Regions from separate parts of the Anas platyrhynchos genome. Here region 1 is linked to region 2. A link is a contact called in public Hi-C data. All regions are on one chromosome and are shown on one strand. Each heading gives the region's core, a stretch centred on a gene start, on an enhancer-like site or on the middle of the called end of the contact. The rest is flanking DNA. Distances are from core to core; before and after follow the strand shown. Region 1 overlaps LOC101798301. Region 2 overlaps RAB11FIP4 (RAB11 family interacting protein 4).

Region 1 (4,130 bases), core at 429-2,928, 270 kb before region 2:
ATCATGTTTAAGATTCATCTTAATTATCTTAAGAAAAATCTGGATTTTTGAGATAGTTGCTTGTTTTCAAGCTTTTTACAGTGTGTAGTATACAAGGGAGGAATGCAGCTTATTTTGCAGTGATAGAGGAAGTCTCCATGCCTGAATGCCTCATCAAATTCACTAGTAATAAACAGCATGCTTCTTCTTGCTTAGCAGTCTTACCTTCTTCAGTGAATTTCAGAAAGTCTTTTGTAGGTGAATTTCACCCTGATAAAGCATTCTGTCATAGCTCATAGCCAACTTTGTTCATTAATCTCCTATCCATACAGCTATGTACTTTTAAAATAACTTGGATATTGATCAGGATTTGGAAGACAAAGTATTTGAACTACTTTAACAGTATATGAGTTAGTCCCCACTGAACGTTGCCTGTTCTGTCTTCCGAAAAAAAGGAAAAAAAAAAAAAAAAAAAGAGCATTTGCAAACACTTCACTTGGTTTCAGAAGGAAAAAAACATTGTCAAGGGCAATAATAGCAGAAGTAGAATCCACTTATCAAACTTTCTTTGTCAAGGCTGATATAAAAATTATGTTTGGAAGGCAGCTGTGTTGTAGAGCGTTTTAGAGGCAACTGCTTGTAAACATGAATAGCTTCATGTATTGAAAAGTCCGGGTTCGCTGGAAAAAATGGCTTGAATTCCAGCATGTGATTTGCCAAATTAACTATCTATTAAAATTTATAATGGAAATTATAATGTTGCTATAGTTACCAAAGCTTCCCTAGCTCCAGGATGGCAGTGCCTTTCACTTCAAAGACTTTTTTTTTCCTCCCTTCTTTCAGTAAATAATGAAATAGTACTTCAAAAAGTGCTTTTTATTTGCATGAATTAGTTGGTGGAATTGTTGCTATGAGGAATCAGAAAAGCCAGAAATATAGCTGTTCCCCAAGCACACACTTTTATACGATGACACCTTTGAATTAAATCTCATTAAATTTTATTCTTCAGGTCTATACCGTAGGGCAGGGGTGACCATCCTTTGGCTGGGAAGACAAGTACAGCTCAGGGCGGCTCGCTGACTGTGGATAAACCTCAAACAGATACCACTGGGGGTCTCATGTGTGATACTGAGAGAACATGGTTGTGTTTGTGTGCGTTTGGGTTTATATGAGTGGCTTATGCCCACTTGGTCTTCAAATTAGTCTCTCGCTTCCAAACATTTCTGCTGTAAAGTACACCTTGACTAGCATATGAAAAGTTTGGAAGGAATGGCTTTTATGGCCAGATACGCCGTTATTATTCCGTTAGGGCTCATTTCCTCTGAAGCTGCAGGTGCTGGCACAGTCAATGTTGTGACCAATTCCTGCAGAATATTAGCACATCTGTCGGAAAGTATAGCCTGTTATTTCTACTACGAAGGGATGGACGTAAGCCCTCTGGTGAGATCCTGTTTGACAATTCCTATGCAGCTTTCCTCCCCGAGCTCAACAAATAACAATATTAGTGAGGTTATAAAAACAGCACCATGTGAAGCAAAGGAAATAAACCCAAAGTGTTTTGCTCTGTCATCTTGGCATCTGTCCTGCCCCAACAGCACATCTGCCCAGCAGAGGCCAAAGATTGAGTGCTGCTTACACAGCTTACTTCTGTTGGGGGTTGTCCTATACTGAGAAGAAAAGGGTATGCACTTGAGCATATCTTATCGTGTCCTCTAGGGTTGTTATGCAAAGACGGATTTCTTGCTGTGGACATGCCTTTTCTGCATGTTATCAAACCTTTTTTTGTTTACCCATTTTGGAGTTTCTGCTTATGGTTTAAAACAATTTTTAAGATGTGCATTAGTGTCTGTAAATAAGCGTTGGAGGGAGAGTATTTGCTAAATTAAGTTTATTTGCTTTACAGCTGCAAAGCTTTCTCCTTCAGGAAAACAATCTATCAGGATACATAAAAGCTTTCAGTAAGTTTTTGAGTGTGCACATCTGGCCAAGACGTGACGTTCCTGGTGACACAATTCCCTACCCCCTTCCTCATGGCTCTGTCCGTTGTGGGTTAGGCTGGAGAGGTGCATGAGGATTCCTTTCAGCCTGCTTCAGACACAGAGGAGGAGGATGTAGGTCTCCAGTGCACTGCTTATGGCCAGATTCATCACCTGTTTGTGGGGTTCTCCTGTCCTTGTGTCAGAAGTGCCCAAAGGCTTCCTCAAGTGAAGTTGAAAAACAAATGGTGAGGTAATATCAACTGCAAGTTTTATTACAGCTTGGATGCGTACGTAACGTCTAGTATTTCTTATATAAAAACGTTTATTTTGGATGAAATCTGCAGGTGGTCATTGTACCAACCTTCCTGAGGGTAATCAGGAGCTGAGTGGAGGAAGTTTCTTTTGAGTCTGATACTTCTAGGTCCATCTACCATGTAAGAGCCTTTATTGTCTGTGTGTTCTTGAGGTGATGTAAGAATATTCGATGTAATTGCGTACTCAGAGAAGAAAGGGATTAAAATGTGAATTTGTCAGTCATCAGTGTCCATATCCTCTTCTTCACGGTAATAAATAGGGAACTTGCTATTTAAATCCTACAGGCAGTTTTGAAAATAGCTGAAAGCCCTCACAGTTCTGCAACATGCAGTCAAGACAGTTATTTGTGAAAACAAAATGATTCCCATATGCATCTTTGCAAGTACATTTTTAGGTCCATCCAGGGCGTATTTCTGAAAGAGCTTATTCACCAATAGCAGTGTGTCTTAAGGTTCAATTTTCTGGCACACTTCAATCTGCTGCCTGAACACGTTCTGAGGGTTGGAAACATCATGTGGTTTAAATAAATAAAAACACCAAATTGCCTGCAGTGCATCTGTGCCCTCTTACTGTGCAGGTTAGCTGCTACTGTGCCATCAGCCTGACAGTTTCAATCAAGTTTTTAATGGACTCCCAGGGCTTCCCCAGTTTTTGTTCAAGCAGGCCTAGCACTTGTCCTCCCCAGACTGTTGCAAGGAAAAGCTTTATTTTGGCTTCTGATTATCCAGAAGTATAGTGATAGAAAAGAGAGAAAGTAGCCAGACAATGCTAAAATACAAGGAAAAGACCTATCTTTAGAAAACCTGTATAGCTTACATTTTGTTTTGTCAGATTAGGAAGTACAACTATAGAGCAGCCACCGATCAGACATGTCTGTAATCTCTTCCAGGCTTTGACAGATTGATCAGTTTTAATTAAGACTATATTGTTTCATTCGTTTTGCCGTTACACCTGAGAGCATTCTCAGCCTGTGCAGGTTTAGACTTGCAAACCTGAGGGGTTTTTCAAAATATAATTGTTGGTCATTTAAAAAAAAAAAAAAGAGTGTAGGCTTTTAATTTTCATTCCTGTTCAGAAAGTTTCCAAATCACCTCTTATGCTTACATTTTCAGCAGAGTTTTTTGTATATCAAACCTTATATGGAAGGAAGGGTGTTCCATAAAACCGTAACAGTTGCCCCTTTGGAATAGTTGTGGGCTAATGTTCTCTTCTAAATAAAATAAGACGTGATTATCTTTCAATGTTAGGTTTTTAGCAGCAGCTATGATAACAACTGGTAAAGTATTGCAACGTATATGGAATAGATGTTTTTATAAAGAGAAAGGTATTCAGTGTCTTCACTGTGTCCCTGAAGGAGTTTCAAGTATTATTCCTCCAAACAGTAGGTGGAGACAAAGACCTGATGAATTTTATGTCTTCACAGGCTGATTTTATGAGCTATGCTAGGTCTGTCTCAGTTTTTGATATTATTTAATTCCTTTAAAAAATAACAAATATCAAAAAATATTCTTCCAAAGTCTCTTAATTTACATTTAAATTAAGTGTAATAATCCTTTTTGCTGGCTATCATTAATAAACTGTTTCTTTCAACCAAAAGGTCAGATTAAGAGATTGAGGAGCTATCTGTGCAAGCACAGATCTATTTTACACCAAAAAATTCAGGTGTCAAAGCATGCCCAGGGTTGACTTCAAGTTTGAACATATCTAGAAATTCCCAGTGGTGTGGGAGTTGGTGCAAAGAGGAGTAGTCCTCTGTGCAGACTGTGGGATTGAGACGTGGTCTGCCTCTATGTAAATGGAATTTGTACATGTGCGTATGGTTATTTACATCAATCATCTGCGTGTTTATAGCTAGGT
Region 2 (3,727 bases), core at 424-2,923:
TATCTCCAGCAAAAAGGAAAATAAATGCCAAGTGCTACACAGCAGTGGATGTAGATTTGTGTAATGAAGGAGACGTGTTTACACAGTTCTAAAAATTCCCAGCTATATCTTCAGCTATAAGGTTAGGCCTTATTTTTCCTATTTCAGCTGTACTAACAGTGCTTCTAGCTAAAGACTTCTAAGCTGTCAGCCTTTGCTTAAGCCTGTTAGATAAGCGTACCACCTTCCCCAACCTTTTTCTTTGGTGGGCAAAAGTTACAAAGGCTTTCAAAGGTTTTCAAAGGTGCAAGAGGGATTTAACTACCAAAACCAAGGGGCATCTTAAACCTCTCTAATCTGGAGTTTAGCTGCAAGGTCTTCTGTGTCCCCTCTTTGCTGCCCAGTTCTTATCTGAGATTTTTCCTGATCACAGTTACTCATTTTCCTTGACCATTAAGGTCCATCTCTTCATGATAGCCCTTGACCATTTAAATTCAAACCTATAATTTACTCAGAAAAAAACACAGGAGAAAAAGCACCGTCTCCTCCATACCTAACCTACTTGGGGCAGCCCTAGCCACTTCTTCAGAGAGCCATCTGGCACAGGCTTTCGTGTCCTGGGCCAGAACCGCAGAAGCCAATCAAGCATTTGAGCCATTTCCAGAACATCACCAGGCACTTAATCCAATTTGTTTACCGAGCTGAAGAGCTCCATTTGGCAAACGGAGCCAAATCTTCCTTTTATTGAAATCACAGACCAAATTTCCAATGCAACTGACAGAGTCAGGACAGACTCAGGTTCACCTGAGACCACCTCCTCCTGCAGAGGTGACTTTTTGTTGGGAAGACGTTTGAGCGTGCAGCAACCAGCGTCCCCCGTGGGAGACATTTGCTGAGTGCAATTAATGTGCTGGCGTGGCAGCTTGGATCCCCTCATCCTGCTGGGAAGATTTGCATGTTATTACACCCGGCAAAAGGAGAAGAAGAAAAGAAACTGCTGAGAGGCCATTCTCCTTCAGGGTTACTCAAACACACTGCTGCCACCTTGCTGGACCTCATCCACCATCCAGCAAACCATGGAAAGATGCCAATGGCTGCAAGAAGCTTAGGATTGTGCCACCGTTTTCACCCCACTTAAGAACTAGGTTTAGTAACAAATAAATGTTTCGTTGCTCATTTTCCCTATCAAGACACAAACTGTCACCCCTAACAATGGAGGGCTGTGGTGCTGCTCTTTCCCCAGGGCCCAGCCCCTACCACCAGGACGTTGGGTTTTGGCACGCAGTTGGTAAAGAAGCCTTTCTTGTCCAGTGTTTTTTTGCAACACTGCTAACACATCTCACCTTTTGTTTCCCATATCTGGAGGATGATTTGAATTTTGCAAGTACTCCAAGAGGTTTACGCAAGGGGCATACCATAAGAAGGGAACTGAATTAACCTGCAGTGTCTCAAATACTGTTCACATGTCTTCTTATTACCTGAACATATTTTGGCTTGCAGCCTGGGAAATGCCAGTGAGCAAAATGAAAGTGTCACAGTCCAGAAAGGAAACAGGAAAAAAAACAAGGTTTACTCTGGCACATCTCAGTGTGGAAACACGAAGGCATTGGACAGCAGCTTGTATAGGGAGCTGTCTGGTCAGGCACACAGGGTGCTTTCTGCCAGTATCTGTCTTGAGGACAAACATTTTTGCCCGGGCTTGCAGAACTGCCATGATCAGTATTTCAAGCCATGCAGCAGTATGCACCCAAGGCTAGTCTGTCCATAAATAACCCACTGCAAATACATGAACGGATACTTCCTGGCTACTTTAAGGACCTCCTGCACTGAGCTGTCCCATTGTTGCTATAATTTCATTTTCCAGGAAACAATAAAACTGAAAGCCACTTCTATGGCTGTTTAGAGATATTTCATTTGAATGCCTACTTGTATCACAAGATTTTAACGTGCTCAGTGTGCTCTCGCCCTTGTTATGGCTGGGAAAATCTCCTCATTCACATTTCTGGGCAACATTTGGCAAGGAGACCCAGCTCCACTGCAGTCAGTGAGGCAGCGAATGGAGGCGAAGAGCTAACCCAAGGGTGGTTTCAAGTCCTTCTATATTTTCTACAGCTGTGCAAAAGGATGCCCTCTGTGGAGAACACTCCTGCAGGGCCGTGCATTGTATAAATCACTGTGCAGGGTGACAGAGTTTAGGAGCAACCTCATATCTGGAGGAGGAACTCAGTTACCAAACCACAGGAGAGTGGTGAGGCTGCTGAAGTTTCTTTGGCTAGAGACACACGGTGAGCCAGCACAGAGCCGGCTGCTCTTGTGTCCGTCAAAAGACTGCTCAAGACAGCGGCGTGTGTCACTTCTCATTCACCAAAGCACTGGGTCACTCTCTAATCTGATTCTGTCAAAATTACTGAAGTTAAAAACACATTTATCCAAAGTATGCCAAAAGCAGAAGTGTACACGGTGCCTTTGGCCAGAACTGCAGTGGGGAACAACCTGCAATCTGGCAATTATTTGCAGGGGCAAACTGAAGTAAAAAGACAACTGCCCGCACTCTGGTAAGAGGAAGACGCTGCAGAACAAGAAATCTAAGCATCATAACCACTAGATCATTTATCCTCTCCTTTTGTGAAAACACAAGTACTTCTGGAAAATACCAAACTAATGCTAGTAACCTCACAAAAGGCAGTGCTGGCTCTCACAGAGGCAGGACAGGCTCATCTTTAACCCTAAGCAAAGATGATGCAAGTGTTTTCCAAGTCACTGAAGGGGAGGACGTGAACCTTTAACATTTTCTGTTTGCTCAGGATGCCAGACATGACTTCCCTTACCACATATTTTTAGATATTTACCTTCAGTTTCATTTAAAAAAATGTTTTTCACACTCTAGCAGACAGTTAATTTGCAAACAGACACTCTGGCTGCAAATAAACACAACTGCAGCAAAGTGGTTTCCTGCAAATGTTCCAAGAAGGAGAATTAACCCATGCTGTGTCAGGCAATTTTCACGGGCAATTAAACAACTTTAATACTATGGGAAATCAAATCTGGCTACCTAATTGAATAAAGTTGGTTCTTGGCATTTTTCCTGAGACCAATAGCTTTTTTACTTCATCTACCCTTGGATCTTTAATGGTGTTTTAGACTTGTTTATGATCTCAGGCTATATTTAGTAAAATTTAGTTGAGTCTTAGCAAACTCCGACGTACTTTTAAGAGCAACGAAGTTCAGCTCATTAAAGAGTTTTAGCCTGACTCACAAAAGGAGAGCTCAGCTCTCCACATTTACCTGGACAGTCCTTCTCCCTAGAGCCAGCCCAAATACCGCTCCCGTTTGTAAGACATCCTTATTAAGAACACACAGACTCATCAAATCCTCTCCAGCTATGGTGCGTTGCGAAGTTTGAGATCTACAGCTATAAGCCTAAACGGGCTCATGAAGACTTTGATGTTTTCTGCTGTGCTTTACTGAATGAAATTCTTGTGGTAGCACAGCTCTTCTGCTCCTTAGAACTGGTAGGTATTGCAAACACTGGTGTCCAGCAAATAAAGGTAAACTCCTCTTGTACAAGTGCAACACATCCATCTCAAGTTCTCTGTTGGATCTTTGGGGCAAAGCTGATGCAATCCTATTCTCAGCTACGGGACTGCAAATTAAGTTAAGAGAGATAATCAAAACTCAGCACTGGTTCTGCAGAAAATGTTTGTTTGGAGCAGCTAAATGAAAATATAAAAGCAAATTTAAAAAAAAA

What was found. A called contact is a pair of places that touch in the nucleus more often than the background predicts.
Region 1: a Hi-C map of skeletal muscle shows a contact between it and region 2, with 5 times the contacts expected there. The contact joins two enhancer-like sites. A contact is called at or near these places in 4 of 8 Hi-C or Micro-C datasets (liver, skeletal muscle and subcutaneous adipose tissue).

What each region holds. Positions count from the first base shown.
Region 1 is chr19:6,263,764-6,267,893 of IASCAAS_PekinDuck_T2T, reverse strand. The region is part of intron 3 of LOC101798301; the gene reads left to right. Among named protein-coding and RNA genes, the nearest start is that of UTP6, 28 kb to the left of the region's middle. Within about 2 kb of position 1,678, at least 1 of the 8 cell types and tissues checked has an H3K27ac peak or open chromatin away from gene starts, as enhancers often do.
Region 2 is chr19:5,998,432-6,002,158 of IASCAAS_PekinDuck_T2T, reverse strand. All of the region lies in intron 2 of RAB11FIP4 (RAB11 family interacting protein 4), which reads right to left. Among named protein-coding and RNA genes, the nearest start is that of RAB11FIP4, 45 kb to the right of the region's middle. Within about 2 kb of position 1,673, at least 2 of the 8 cell types and tissues checked have an H3K27ac peak or open chromatin away from gene starts, as enhancers often do.